Regions from separate parts of the Mus musculus genome. Here regions 1, 2, 3 and 5 are each linked to region 4. A link is a contact called in public promoter capture Hi-C data. All regions are on one chromosome and are shown on one strand. The core of a region is the stretch at or near the end of the contact, and the rest is flanking DNA. Distances in the headings are between cores, read along the strand shown.

Region 1 (2,700 bases), core at 63-2,562, 1.4 Mb after region 4:
CTTAAATCTGCTGTTGCTGTAGCTGTGGTGGTGGTGGTGGTGGTGGTGGTGGTGTGTGTGTGTGTGTGCCACAGCAAGTGTGGAGGTCAGTTTTATGTAGACCTTCTCTTCTTCCGCATATGTATGGATTCTCAGGTTGTCAGGCTTCTCCAGTGAGGGCTTTTTCCATCCCGCTCACCAACTAGATACTCTCTGCACCAAATGCCCATGTGTACCGGGTCACGGGTCACACTGGCACTTCAAGCATTCTCCTTCATTCATTTGTTCATTTTCTCCTCCCACCCTGATCCCTCTCCCACCCATAGCTACCCTCTTCTCTTTTCATGCATTCCTCAGATCACTAACACAAAAGCTTTGCGCCAGGAGGCAACTGGAGACCCGGTCCAGCTTGGGATTCTGACACTAACTTGGTATGTGACTCTGGGCTTCCGCTTCACCGTTTGGGACCTGGCTGGACTCTCTCCCTCTGGGGGGACCAATGCCTGGGACAAGCAGGGACCCCTAGTAAAGTTTCCTCTGCTGGTTTTTTTTTTTTTTTTTTTTTCTTCCAGCACCCTCTCCAGCTCGCTCAGGCATACAGAGCTCCCTCCTTCATCTCACCTCTGCTCTCTGTCTTTGCTTCAGCTCCTGCTGGGCAGATTTCTGCTTAGCCTTCTCCACTCTGAAGGCTGGTTCTTTAACTTTGGATTTTTCTTTCCGGGCAGGTGGATCCATGGTTTGGCTTCTGAATGCTTCTTGGTTAGCTCTGACCTGATGGTACAAAAAGAGAACCGCTTGCTAGTCCTTTCTCCCAACTCCCTAGCTTGGCAGGTGAGGCAGGGTGCCCTGGAGTCCCACTGCCAGCACCTTGCTGTGCGTTCCTAGTCGAGTCTCCTCACTTCTGAGTCTCAGTTTCCTGCACAATGGGACAGTAGTCATTTCCTGGCCATTTCCCTACCAACCCCGGGTGAGCAGCAGATGAGAAGGCCCGAGAAAGCAGCTCCAACCCGGGGGCGTACGGTAGGGCCGGGTCTCAGAGGCCGAGGGGCGAGCCACTCGGTCCGCGGCAGCCCCCTCTGCCAGCCCCGCCCGCCCGCTCGCCCGCCCGGCCCCTCCGTAGCAAGATGGCGGCTCGGGGGTCCGTGCGCTTCCTTACCCGGCCTCGGGCTCACGGCCTCCGCCACGTCGTAGACAAGCCCCCACGCGGGGTTCACCCTAGCTCCCCCCTTCCGCGGGACCGCAGCGCCCAGCCCGCTGCCCTTGGACTGGGCGGGGCGCGCCGGGGAGGGCGGGGCCGCGGCCTGAGGTGCCCCTCCCGCAGGAGCCACTGCGCCCGCGCAGCGAGCACACCTGGGCGTGGCCGGAGCGGGAGGGGCGGGATCGGAGGCGAGTAGGGCGGGGCCTGGGGCTGGAGGGCGGGGCCTGGGGCAGGGACATTCTTACAAGTAACCAAAGCTTTTCCGGGCTTCTAGTTTCTGGGACAACTGCAAGGCTTTGAAAGGCAGAATCTGATTCCTGTGGTTGAAATTGGCTAGCACTGGAATTCTGAGCATCAGGTTCTAAATCAAGAAAGTCAGGACTGCTGATTGCTTCCTTCCTGATTTATAGATCTATAAGGAGGATCAAATGGAATCCTGTTTACCACAATGCTTTGAAAGCTTTGAAAAAAATGATCTGTCTATCTATCTATCTATCTATCTATCTATCTATCTATCTATCTATCTATCTATCTATCTATCTATCTATCAATACAGGGCCCCTAGCCCAGTTTGGTGGTGCACATCTTTAATCCTAGCACTGAGAAGGGGAAGCACAAACATCTCTATGAGTTGGAGGCCAGCCTGGTCTACATAATGAGTTCCAGGCCAGCCAAAGCTACACAGTGAGACTCTGTCTCAACAAAACAAAACAAATTCAGGGCCCAGAGCATGTGCTAGGCAAAGCCTTCTATTACTGAGCTATACCCTCAGCCGGACAGAAATTGTATCAGTTAGGTTTTCCATTGCTGTGAAAAGACACCATGACGAAAGCAACTCTTATAAAGGACAACATTTAATTGGGGCTGGCTTACAGGTCTTGAGGTTCAGTCCATTAGCATCATAGCAGGAAGCATGGCAGTGTGCAGGCAGGCATGGTGCTGGAGGCCAGAAGAGGATATAGAATCCCCTGGAACTGATATTAAAGACAGTTGTGAGCTGCCATTTGTGGCAGTTGTGGGTGCTGGGACCAAAACCAGATCCTCTGCAAGAGCAACAAGTGCTCTTAACCACTGAGCCATTTTTCTACATCTTGTTCTGAAGGCAAATAGGAAAAGACTGTCTCCCACGTGGCTAGGAGAATAGTCTCGAACCCCAACCCCACAGTGACACACTTCCTTCAACAAGGCCACATCTCCTAGTAGTGCCACTCCCTGAGTCAAACATGTTCAAACCACCACAGGAATCAGAAGTATATCAGCCAACACACACACACACACACACACACACACACACAGAGTGTGAGAGGTGGAAGTAGAGGGAGAAGGAGGGAGAGAAACAGCCCCACGGATAATCAAAAGGGTGTAAACTAAAATTTCTAGCTATCATTTTCATTTGTTATGTTAGCAAGAAAGGTGCCAAGGAGGAGAAGAGCCTGAGAAATAACAATAACTGCTTCCCTTGGGGCTTCCTCTGTTCTAGGCAATACTCTGAGGCCATTGCATTATTAAGTCCCCTGTTCCTC
Region 2 (2,700 bases), core at 33-2,532, 1.3 Mb after region 4:
TAACGGAGTCCTGGAAATATATGTTACCAGTCATCACGGGCAGACAAGGCTGGCGTTCCAAGCCCGCTTATTGACTTGGCCTTAAATCGCTGTGGCATCCCAAAAGACAGTCATTTTCTTAAAAACAAAAAACCCAAAAATACTAGCTAGAGGGTCCTCCACAGGGCGGAGCCAGGCAGCCCCTGCTGGCGACGTGGCAATCCCACGTCCTGAAAGAGCGCTGCTGTTGGATTAGGGAGCAGGGAAAGCATGATTGGAGAACGAACCGGAAGGAAGATGTTGCAGAAGCACTTGGACACTTGCAATGAAGTACTGCTGGGAGACCCTAGCGGCCGCCTCGGTTCCCTCTAGGAGGCCTTCCCAAAAGAAAAAGGTCAGGTTTTTCTTGGCTTGGGCTGTCACTACTGGCTGGACCTTTAGGGTTAGCATCTGCCCATAAGAACCGGGTGAAGCTCCCAAAGTCCGCCAAGAGCTCCCTAGCCAAGAGGTCCCTTGCCTCCCTGCCGTCTCATCCCTGCTCTGCTCCCCAAGTTCCCCAGGTCGCTCCCGGCCACCGGGCTCCGGACCAGTCGCACCTTGAAATAGGCGACCTGCAGGTAGTTGTACGGGCTCCGCTTGTTGAACTCCAGGTCCAGTTCTTCACTCAGCAAGTGGGCAGAGGGCGGCCCGAGGCAGCGGCGTAGGCAGGCGGCACGGCGCAGCACGGCTCCGAAGAAGCGCAGGTCGTGCAGGGCGGCGGCGCCCGGGTCCTGGCTCAGGCTGGGGTCCGGACCGAGATCCAGGTCCGGTGCCCACGGCAGTTCGGTGGCACAGCGTGTGCGGCAGCGCAGGCGGAGGGCACGCAGGGCCGCCCGCGAGCGCAGCGCCCGCTCCATGTTCAGGACCACCCCGGGCCAGTCCCCGCGCGAGTAGGCCGCGGTCCCCTCTGCGTAAAGCAGGTCAGGGGCTGCCACGTCCCATCCCGGCTCAGACTCCGCCGCAACCCGTAAGGCGGCGGCGGCGGCGACCGCTAGCATCGCTGCCAGCAGCCTCCTTTCGCTCACCGCCATGGCCTTGCTCCTCCACTTAACGGGACTGCTCGCCTGGGGCACATTCCAGAGTCCCGCCCCCCACAGAAGCCACGCCCAGAGACGAGCCACGCCCCAAGTCCAGAAGCTCGTGGCAAGGAAACTTGTACCGCCTCTTGCTTTCAACCAATCCAAACACTTACTCTTCGTGAGGCTCCGCCTCTAATCTCATGCGCACAGCTCAATGGACTGAGAACGAGAAAACCCCGCCCACAAGCTGTTGTGCGCCTGCGCTTTAGACTGAGCTCCCTGCGGGTGGTGGGACCGAGGTGCTGTTATGGCGGACCCCGGGGTTCCCGGCCGGTACGAAAGTGGTACGGGAAATCTGGGGGTGAAGGAGGCGGCGGGTCCTGGAGGTAGGTGGGACTGAGTTGCCTGGGTAGGAGGTCGCAGCCGGGTGGCTCTTTCCTGCTGGCTCACGGAAGGCTGAGGGTTTCAACTTACGCCTGTGTTCGGGTGTGTATCGCAGGAGCCCTGGTGGAGCTCACCCCGACCCCCGGCGGCCTGGCTCTGGTGAGCCCCTACCACACCCACCGGGTCGGGGACCCCTTAGACCTCGTGGCGCTCGCCGAGCAGGTGCAGAAGGTGAGGAATAGCCATCTCCGTACTTTACCCTGCCTCTTTGGGCTCGGGACAGCCTGTGAACTCGGCAGTACTGAAGTTACCATTCCATTTCACACGAAGAGGATCACTCTATCCCAATTCCTCTGTTGTTGTTTGTTTTGAGACAGGGCCTTTCTACATAACTCTGGCTGTCATGGAACTCTCTATATTATAGACTAGGCTGGCCTCGAACTGACAGATCCACCTTCCTCCCCCACCCTCCAACCCCAAAACCCTATGCTGGGATTAAATGTATGGCTTCTATACCAAATTCTTAAATAGTCACATTTTATTCTGCTTCCCATAAGGTCTTTATCTGTTACCCAGGAGCTTGTGGAACTTAAATATATGCTCTTTCTTTCCTTTTTAAAAAAACAAAACAAAATAAAACAAAAACTGCTGGGGTTGTAGTTTACTGTTGCCTAGCCCTGAATTTGATTCTTAGCACTACCAAAAACAGCATGCAAAAAGGCACAGGGTAAAATTCCTATTGAAAAAAAGACCACACACAATAAAACTGGAGGTAGTTTCATTTGCTGTATAGCCCAGGTTGGCTTTGAATTCAGCCTCCCAAAGGCTGGGTATTACAAGGGTCGCTGTCACACATGGTGAATTTCAGTGGATACAGTCAGTATTACTATGTCCAGAGCTTAGGCGTCGGTTTCCATAATAGGTAAAATAAAGAAGATATGCAAAATAATGGAAAAGACCGTAGAAGTTTTGACAGATTGGTTTTGATTGTTTCTCTCTGGAGCTCTGGATCTGTAAAATGAGATCTTTGAGGTGGAGAGGCTCATAGGGCTAAGTGGGACTCCAGTTTCCTTCTCTTAGCAAGACTTCCCCTGAAGACTCTTTTACAGTGTCGGAGCCTGGCTGCTTTAAAAGCTTCTAGTGTTCTCTTTCTCTTGTATAAACTAGCTTATTTGGCAGTTATCGTGTTCAAGAGTTTGTTTTGATCAAGAAAATTAATGATTGACATGCCAAAAATCCCTCACACAAAAAATGTCTGTTGTAGTATTTAAGAAAAATT
Region 3 (2,700 bases), core at 81-2,580, 1.2 Mb after region 4:
TTCCAGGACAGCCAGGGCAATACAGAGAAACCCTGTCTCAAAAAACCAAAAGCAAAAACAAAACAAAACAAAAACCAAAAAACCTTAAAGGGTGTAACAACCAGGGCTGGAGAGATGGCTCAGTGGGTAAGAGCACTGACTGCTCTTCCGAAGGTCCTGAGATCAAATCCCAGCAACCACGCCCTCTTCTGGGGTGTCTGAAGACAAGTATAGTGTACTTACATATAAGTATCTTTGGGCCGGAGCAAGCATGAGAGAAGGAAAAGAGGGGGGGGGGGTAGCAACTGAATGCCCTCCAAAACAGAGGCAGAAGGGTACTTGGTAAAAGTGGTATAAGAGAAGCCAGCCTTTACTTCCTGGTCTTTGCTACCAGCAGTGGCAAACAGCATTTTAAATAGGCAAAGCCCCATACGATTTACTAGCCTAGAGACCCATCCCATGGGCAAACAACAATCCCTGAGACTGTTGTGCTTGCAGACAGGAACCTCGCATGGCTGTCCTGAGAGACTCCACCCAGGAGCTGACTCAGGGATGCAGAGACCACAGCCAAACATCCGATGGAGCTTGAGGACTCCTGAGGGCCTCCGAGGGGATTGGAACTCCACAGGAAAACCAAGAGTCAACTATGACCCTTGGGGCTCTCAGAGACTGAACCACCAACCAAAGAGCATAGACAGGCGGGACCTAGCCCCCTCCCACACACACACGGTCTTTCATGTGGGTCCCGAACAACTGGAGTAGGGGCTATCCCAAAAGCTGTTGCCCTGCTGTGGAATTCGTTTCTTCTGCTTGTCTGGACTCAGTGGGAGAGGATGAGGCCAGCCCTGCAGAGACTTGATGTGCTAAGGTGGAGGGAAAACCAGAGGGGGTCTCTACCCTCTCAGAGGAGAAGAGAAGGAGGGGGTGGGGAAACCGGGAGAGGCGGCAGCACTGGGGATGTAAATGTGAATTAAAAAATAAAAAATTTTACAATCATAAGAAAATAAATAAAATTACATTTCCAGCACCCGACTGAGCCAGGCTACAGTAACAAACCATTTTAAAATATGGAAGGTGACTCAGGGATCCTCGGCTCATGAGCTGTGACAGGGGACACCAAGTGTGACTGCTCAGGACATGCTGTCTGCAGAAGATTCATTTCTATTGCACTAATACAGTCATGCAAGTGGGGAGCCCACAGACTTTGACAAAGATGCCTGCGTTTCCTCCCCTCAGCTCCGACCAGCTCAGCCAAACAGTACCATTCCCAACAACCTCAGCGCGCGCCACACTTCCGGGGCGGGGCGCAATCGCGGTCCGTTTCCACTGCGTCTGCGCTCCGGATGAAGTTCGCGGGACCTGCCACCGGAAGCCGGGTTTCTACTTCCGGGTCAAAGCCATGGCGGTGGCAAATTCAAGTCCAGTCAATCCAGTGGTCTTCTTCGATGTCAGCATTGGCGGCCAGGTGAGGTGCGGGCGACCTAGCGGCCCGTGCGGGCTGGTTGGCCTCGGGTAAGGGAGGCAGCCCCTTATAGCCCTCCCGAGACCGGCTGGGCCAGGCGGCGGAGGGAGGTGGGAGCTTTCGAGCTTCGTGGACAGCGGTCGTGAGCTGAGTGTTGCGTCTCCCGTTTCTTCTGCAGGAAGTTGGTCGCATGAAAATCGAGCTCTTTGCAGACGTGGTGCCTAAGACGGCAGAGAACTTTAGGTAAGGATATGCTCCAAGTGAACCAGAGCTGAGCCCGAAGCCGGCCTCCAGTCGGTCTTTGCCATGTCTGCCTCTGTCCATCTATTCATTGCCTTGCAGCTCTGTGGTCTGGGTATTTCACTGGCCAAACAGCTACCGGCTGTGACTGATCCCATATCAACTTCTATCACTAGTCTACCTGCCCTGACATCCGCCCGATCAGTTAGTTGGCGGACATACTGGCCCCAGTGTTTGAACTCTCCTCTCCAGAGATTAGAGGTGCTTCAAGCAGTGATCGTACGAAGGCTAAATCGTTTGCTCTCTCTTTCCCTTTAGGCAATTCTGCACCGGAGAGTTCAGGTCAGTCTCAGATGTGTTTGATTTCTCTGCCTACTCCTGAAGGGGTGCCCTGGATGTTTGGTGAGGGTATTGGAGAACCATGAACAGGTCTTAAGTAATGGAAGATGATATGCAGAGAGAGGGTGACACCTTGAATGGGTTCTTTCTCTCTCTTTTTCCCCCTCCAGATCTTAGTGAGAGCCCTTTTAGCCTCTGGTGTAGCCTAAATGGGAAAGGCCCACCATTGTGTTTCCCCATTCCAAGTCTCTTCCTTCTTTGTTTACAGAAAAGATGGCGTTCCGATAGGATACAAAGGAAGCACCTTCCACAGGTAAGGGAGGTTTTTGGAAAACTGGAAATGCAGTCATTGCTTGGTATCTGTACAGGCAGTCCTGCACACCTGAGTTCAAACTCTGTGAGGCTTACGGCTGTTGTTTTAAATGGCATGTTCGCGGCTGAGGCTGTAGCTCGGTGGTAGAGAATTGGCCCAGCATTCATAAGGCCCTGGATTTGGTACTGAACACCATGAAGCCTATGCACAGCGCCTTAAGTCATCCCTGACTTGGTGGAATGCTGTATTGCAGAAACGATGCCAAGGAAAGCATGCTGTACCCTTTCAGTACCTGTTCAGTACAGGTGCGTGGCCACGTGCTCCCAGAGGTCTAAGCTCAGATCCTTAGGCTGCCACAGCAAGCACT
Region 4 (2,700 bases), core at 38-2,537:
CAAGATGAAAGACCATGCTGCTCGCACACATGAAAGCAGGCTGGTAGACAGAAGTTCTCTTGTTGGCTTGCATTTTCTTGGTGAAATGGAAAGCAAGACCATCAAAGAGAATATGGGAGAGTGGAGGGGAGTGAAGGGGTCCCCCAGAAGAGCGACTGGGGGAGGAGTTCAGTTTTGTACCTCTTATGGAAGCTTCTTGGAGCAGAGCAGTTTGGGTATTTGGGCAGACTCAGAGCATGCTGTTGGTTGGGATCTGAAAGAATCCGGAAGTCTCCGAGAGAAGCCCCTGTAGAATTCTCCTAAGTGGTTTCTTGGAATTCTACTTGTTTGAGTCATTTTCCTGAAAAAAACCAGTATGGTCATGGGAGGCATACCTTTTCTTTAACTCTTTCAGCAAAGACAGAAGAAAAAAAAAAGCAATAAATTACTCCTAATGGAAGGAAACAAGCCTCCTGGATGGAGTTCAAGGTACAAGGTACTTCCTAAGGAAACCTTTGTGTAGTTTTTGCAGGGTGGAGGGTATTAAAAACTCACATGGGTTTATGTAGTATTCAAAAGACAAAATCATCACCTTGGGTGCTGTAAATCTTTTGCCTACAACGCTCTGCATAGAGCTGCCCTTCCAACCTCTCCAGCCTGCACTGTTCACTCTGCAAGGCTCTTCTGGACCTCGCCTGGAATGTGCACACAGACTTTTTCTTCTGCCTCATTTTCTATTCCTCCCTCCCTTCCTTGCCAGTAAACGTTTCTGCTACGTGTTCAGAACCCGCTGTACACTAACTCCCCAAGTCCCAATCGTCTGTGAAAATCCCCATGACTTGTTAGAAGTGGGCTCGTTTGCCTCTCTACATTTAGTGCCGGATGGAAGTAGGCTCGCGACAGTTGTTCTAATGCAGGCACCGTCAGGGTGCGTTGTGTGGAAAGGCAGCTGGCTAGGACGTGAAGCCAAGCGGCCCGGCCTAAGAGGGAGACAAGCAGGCACCGGGAGAAGGCGGCGGTGCGGGGCGAGAGCACGAGATGATTTGGCCCGCAGCCTGAGGGAAGGCGGATGGGAGGTGAGAGTGTCCACCGGCTATTGCGGGACCAGGCAAAGGCCCTCAGGGTTCCGGTTAGATGCGAGTCACCAGCATCCTCTAGACCTCGGGCGAGGAAGCCCACAGAACCCACAACTCCCGAGACCCACCCGCAGTAGCCACTCAACAAGCTGCGGCGAGACGTCCCGCGCATGCGCGCCCTAGCCCCACCCTCCCCTGGGCCCGCCTCTCCCCGCCCTCTGCGTGCGCACCGCCTAGAGCCCGCCTCTCAGAAAGACGGCTGGCGCATGCGGCCCGGCCGAGCACTGGCTGCCCGAGGCTCACCACGCGCGCGCCGGCCTTGCTGTGGCTGACACGAGACTCCGAAGCCGGCCTCAGGTAGGCAGACTTCAGGGATCCCGGTGGAACGGCTCCCGGGTGCAAGAGCCTGTGGCGCCGACAGAGCCCGGCGCGGACGGCCACGCCGCCGGGGCGATAAACGTCTCTTCTCACCAATCAGGGGAGAGCTGGCCCGGCGTTCTGCCCAATGGGCTGCATCTCTAACGGGAGTGGGGCGGGCAGTCCCGGAACGCGAGCTGCCGGCTCCCGCGCGCGGGCCGCGTGGCCCGGCTAAGGAAAGGGGCCGAGTCCGGCGACGCGGGCAGCCGGGCTTGGTGAGGTAGAGAGCGCGGTGTGCCGCCGCGGAGGGGTCTCCCAGAGCCCCAGCCTGTGATGGGGCCCGACTGGCGGCCTTGAGCTCCTCCCGGCGCTGCCCGGCGCGCGGGAGGAAGGGGCTTGTAGGTTCGCTGGGCCTCACGGCCCAGGCTACCCAGCTGCTGTCTCTCTTTCCAGCCCAGCGCGAAGATGCTGGCGTTCTTGAGGCCACTACGTCAGCGTGGCTGCCTTACGTCCACACTCATTATTTTAAATCCTCAGCAGCCGGGTGACGCGGGTGGGTGCTGCTGTGGTTCTCGTCCCACTTTTTACGGCGGTGCGAACCCGGGCATCAGGCACTTCGGGGCTAGATTTAGATTTCAGCACATCTGCGGTGGATCCTGAGCCTGATTTTCACCAACTTCATTTTTTTTTTTTTTTAACAAAAGCTTTCACATTTTTCATTCGTGAATTTATCTGGTGCCCCTTGCTCTATATTATAGCTCCTGTACTTGAAAAACCTTTTGTGTCTTGTCATCTTCAGAAAAAAAAGTGCAGCGTGGACATTCAACTTTGCCCATGGACTGGCCCCTGGCCATCCCTTTGCCCTAATCTTTTTTTCTTGGTGCATCCTGTGGGCTCACCTGCTTGTTCATGCTTTGCCTGATTCCTAGCTCATTTCAGTCAGTCAGCCTTACGGGCCCATTACAAGGCAGGTTTTCAAAAGGAGCTCCTGGATCCTCCCTCAGTCCAGGTCATCTCTCCCGGAGATACTTAAGTTGGACCCACATTTGACTTAAGTTTGTGGTACCCCCAGCATGTGAGTAGCTCTCCCATAATAGGTAGTTTGTAAACGTTAGGGAATGGGTCCTCTCCAACTGGCTCTTTGTGGCTTTTGGAATATTTTTTTGCCAGTCACTCTGGGAGACTGCCAGAATCTTAGTGTCTGTCTGTCTGTCTGTCTGTCTGTCTGAGTCTCAATCTCTCTCTCTCTCAGAAACACACACGCACATACACACAGAGAGATCTGAAT
Region 5 (2,700 bases), core at 195-2,694, 1.1 Mb after region 4:
TTAGGTTTCAGCCAAGGTCTTTCACTCTTTAACCAAACCAGTGCTGTATGGCTGGAACGGCCCACCCTTCTTCTGTGTCTTCACATAGCAAGCCCGTACTGGCCTCTCAATACTCAAATCTTATTTCAAAGAAACCTTTTTTAGATACTGCCCCAGTCACCATGTTACCCTCCTCAGAAGTCTCAGGGCTCAGGAGTGACAGAACTTAGCATGTAAAATGAAAAATAAGGCTTTAAAAAAACCACACACACACACAAGTCATTTGGCTATGAGTTAAGTTTGGAAGGTCAGTATCCTAGTTTTGTGAGGCCCAAAATAGAGTCTAGGGCAGGGGATGTGACTTAGTTGGTAGTTTGTCTAGTATGCACGGTGCCTTGAGTTCTCTCTCTAGTACTACACAAACCAGGCATGGCAACACATACTTGCAACTCCGGCCCTTGAGGGGTGTGGGTACGATGTTCAAAAGTTCAATTCTTAGCTTACATAGTGAGTTTGAGACCAACTACATGAAACTCTCTTATAAAAAAGGATGGGGATGGTGTTAATGCGAATACATTTAAACCCCTCGCATCTTGAATTACTACCTCTCCTACATTCAAACTCCCTTAGCTGTGCACTGGCCAATAGTCTTTCTTCTAGTCCTGAAGAACACGTCTTCCCTACTTAAGAACCCTACCTGTGCCTTTGTAGGGCAAGAACACCGGCTCTTTAGCTCCTTAACTTCAGACCAATCGTCTACTCTGAGAGAAGCTGTCTGCCCAATTTCTCCTCCCATTTCCTTTGACTTGCCATTTCTCCCTGAAATTATCATTTGTCTACTTCTCTGTCTTCAGAGTTCTCCTTGAGCTTTGAGAGGAGAGATCTACAGAAATGGCCCCATTATGTTCAGCACCAGGAAGGGTTTGCAACACAGTAACAGTAGGAGCCCCGCAAAACATCAGGCAAAAAACCCAGCAGAGCCGGAGAAGACGCAGAGGAAGCCACAGAAGTCTTAGACACGCGTCTTCAAGCCTGCTCTGGACTTGTGGGGTCCCTGGCAGGAAAGGCCACAAAGGACAGACACACGAGGCCAGACCCGTGTTGGGAGACAGGGAGGGAGCAGAGGCACCAGGCACCATGTTCCAGGGCCTACCAGTAATAAGTGACTGTACAGGCCGTGCACATCCGCTCGGCCGGGGCTTCGCACACCTCACAGGAGAGCCGGCGCCCCTTGGGCACCGCCAGCGGGTAGATCACGTTCATGGTGCGGCCGGCGGCGTCGGTCTCCAGGACGGTTGCCTGGCTAGCATCCGCAAGGCTGAGGTGTCACGTGACAACCACGGGCCAGCCCGGACGTCGGGATTTCAAGGGCAAGGGGGAGGGGCGGGACTGACTGCGACAATTGGGGAGGGGAGAGCACAAACTCTAAATCTCAAAGGTTAAATAGCCAGAACTTGACTGCCATGTAGCCCGAGCCTGGGGAGAACTATACGGTGGCCGGTATAGGTCAAAAACAACCATTTCGTTTTCCAAACTAGGAAATCCACAGGAAGCATAATTTTTCTGGATTTTCTAGATACGTTCTTCCTCTAGACGCTTCCCGACGGGCTTTCCCAGAACAGGCAAGCATTTCGAGCCTTAGCGAGATCAGGACCTACTGGCGGACATAGGAAAGGGAATGACCATAGTCACTATTTGCGGCTGCGCGCAGCCCAGGTATCCGGAAGGGGGCGTGGCGCCAGCGGCCCGGCGTGCCCGGGCGCTGTGGTTCTACCGTGGGGTGACTACAGTGCAGATGGCGGAAATGGACCTGGTGGCTGAGTTGCCGCGTCCTGCGGGTGCTGCGCGCTGGGCCGAGGTTATGGCTCGCTTTGCGGCCAGGCTGGGCGAGCAGGGCCGGCGGGTGGTGCTGATCACATCTGGAGGCACCAAGGTCCCCCTGGAAGCGCGAGCCGTGCGCTTTCTGGACAACTTCAGTAGCGGGCGACGCGGAGCCGCGTCGGCGGAGGTCTTCCTGGCTGCCGGCTATGGAGTCCTGTTCTTGTACCGAGCGCGCTCGGCCTTCCCCTATGCCCACCGCTTCCCGCCCCAGGCCTGGCTGTCAGCCCTTCGGCCTTCTGGCCCAGCCCAGTCGGGCAAGCTGAGTCTGGAGGCCGAAGAGAATGCGCTCCCGGGCTTTGCTGCAGCATTGCAGAGCTACCAAGAGGCAGCCGCTGCCGGCACCTTTCTGGCTGTAGAGTTTACCACTTTGGCGGATTATCTGCATCTGCTGCAGGCTGCTGCCCTGGCTCTCAGTCCATTAGGTGAATGTTCCAAGGAAATCCAAAGGTTTTCCTGGCTGTAGAGCCGTTCTCCCTAGCCTCTTTTCCCTATTGCTTGCTGCCTACCCCACAGCCAAGGAACCCGAGTTAAAGAAAAGATTCCATGCCCTTCCCCGATTTCTTATACTCCGTTTATCTTCACAGGCTCTTCTGCGATGTTTTACCTGGCCGCGGCAGTGTCAGATTTCTATATTCCTGTCTCCGAAATGCCTGAACACAAGATCCACTCATCTGGTGGCCCACTGCAGGTGATGGGCTCTTCTCTTCCAGAGATCTGACCCCCTCTAACCAATCTTGGGTTACTTTCCTCTTGATCTGGATGGCCTTTCAGCCTTCTGTATGAGCTAGGCACTGGGAATACAGAGATGAATAAGACACTGCCCTCAAGGATCTCACAGTC

Evidence for each region. Promoter capture Hi-C pulls out the DNA fragments that hold promoters and counts their contacts. Capture Hi-C pulls out chosen DNA fragments and counts their contacts.
Region 1: a contact with region 4 is called in a promoter capture Hi-C map of pre-B cells, with 2.8 times the contacts expected there. The contact joins the promoter of Svbp here to the promoter of Ctps in region 4. A contact is called at or near these places in 2 of 39 promoter capture datasets (the 3T3-L1 cell line and pre-B cells) and 1 of 115 datasets of contacts at active chromatin or transcription factors (astrocytes).
Region 2: a contact with region 4 is called in a promoter capture Hi-C map of adipose tissue, with 4 times the contacts expected there. The contact joins the promoter of AU022252 here to the promoter of Ctps in region 4. A contact is called at or near these places in 4 of 39 promoter capture datasets (the 3T3-L1 cell line, cranial neural crest and pre-B cells), 2 of 484 Hi-C or Micro-C datasets (B cells and muscle stem cells), 1 of 115 datasets of contacts at active chromatin or transcription factors (astrocytes) and 2 of 9 other capture datasets (adipose tissue and liver).
Region 3: a promoter capture Hi-C map of pre-B cells shows a contact between it and region 4, with 3 times the contacts expected there. The contact joins the promoter of Ppih here to the promoter of Ctps in region 4. A contact is called at or near these places in 4 of 39 promoter capture datasets (cranial neural crest, hippocampal neurons, liver and 1 more), 1 of 484 Hi-C or Micro-C datasets (CD4 T cells) and 1 of 115 datasets of contacts at active chromatin or transcription factors (astrocytes).
Region 5: a promoter capture Hi-C map of liver shows a contact between it and region 4, with 4 times the contacts expected there. The contact joins the promoter of Zmynd12 here to the promoter of Ctps in region 4. A contact is called at or near these places in 5 of 39 promoter capture datasets (the 3T3-L1 cell line, hippocampal neurons, liver and 1 more), 1 of 115 datasets of contacts at active chromatin or transcription factors (embryonic forebrain) and 1 of 9 other capture datasets (adipose tissue).

What each region holds. Positions count from the first base shown.
Region 1 is chr4:119,193,922-119,196,621 of GRCm38.p6, reverse strand. Svbp (small vasohibin binding protein) reads right to left here and starts at 1,312. Exons shown (of 3, transcript NM_024462.2): 1 at 1,136-1,312; 2 at 601-750. The coding sequence starts at 714.
Region 2 is chr4:119,231,306-119,234,005 of GRCm38.p6, reverse strand. It overlaps AU022252 (expressed sequence AU022252), which reads left to right and starts at 1,282. Exons shown (of 5, transcript NM_001012400.2): 1 at 1,282-1,423; 2 at 1,537-1,652. The coding sequence starts at 1,345. It overlaps P3h1 (prolyl 3-hydroxylase 1), which reads right to left and starts at 1,091. Exons shown (of 15, transcript NM_019783.2): 1 at 576-1,091. The coding sequence starts at 1,049.
Region 3 is chr4:119,319,153-119,321,852 of GRCm38.p6, reverse strand. Ppih (peptidyl prolyl isomerase H) reads left to right here and starts at 1,330. Exons shown (of 10, transcript NM_028677.4): 1 at 1,330-1,444; 2 at 1,620-1,684; 3 at 2,000-2,023; 4 at 2,289-2,333. The coding sequence starts at 1,379.
Region 4 is chr4:120,568,863-120,571,562 of GRCm38.p6, reverse strand. It overlaps Ctps (cytidine 5'-triphosphate synthase), which reads left to right and starts at 1,287. Exons shown (of 19, transcript NM_016748.2): 1 at 1,287-1,412.
Region 5 is chr4:119,421,428-119,424,127 of GRCm38.p6, reverse strand. It overlaps Zmynd12 (zinc finger, MYND domain containing 12), which reads right to left and starts at 1,444. Exons shown (of 8, transcript NM_001014900.2): 1 at 1,133-1,444. The coding sequence starts at 1,242. It overlaps Ppcs (phosphopantothenoylcysteine synthetase), which reads left to right and starts at 1,708. Exons shown (of 3, transcript NM_026494.4): 1 at 1,708-2,282; 2 at 2,445-2,548. The coding sequence starts at 1,775.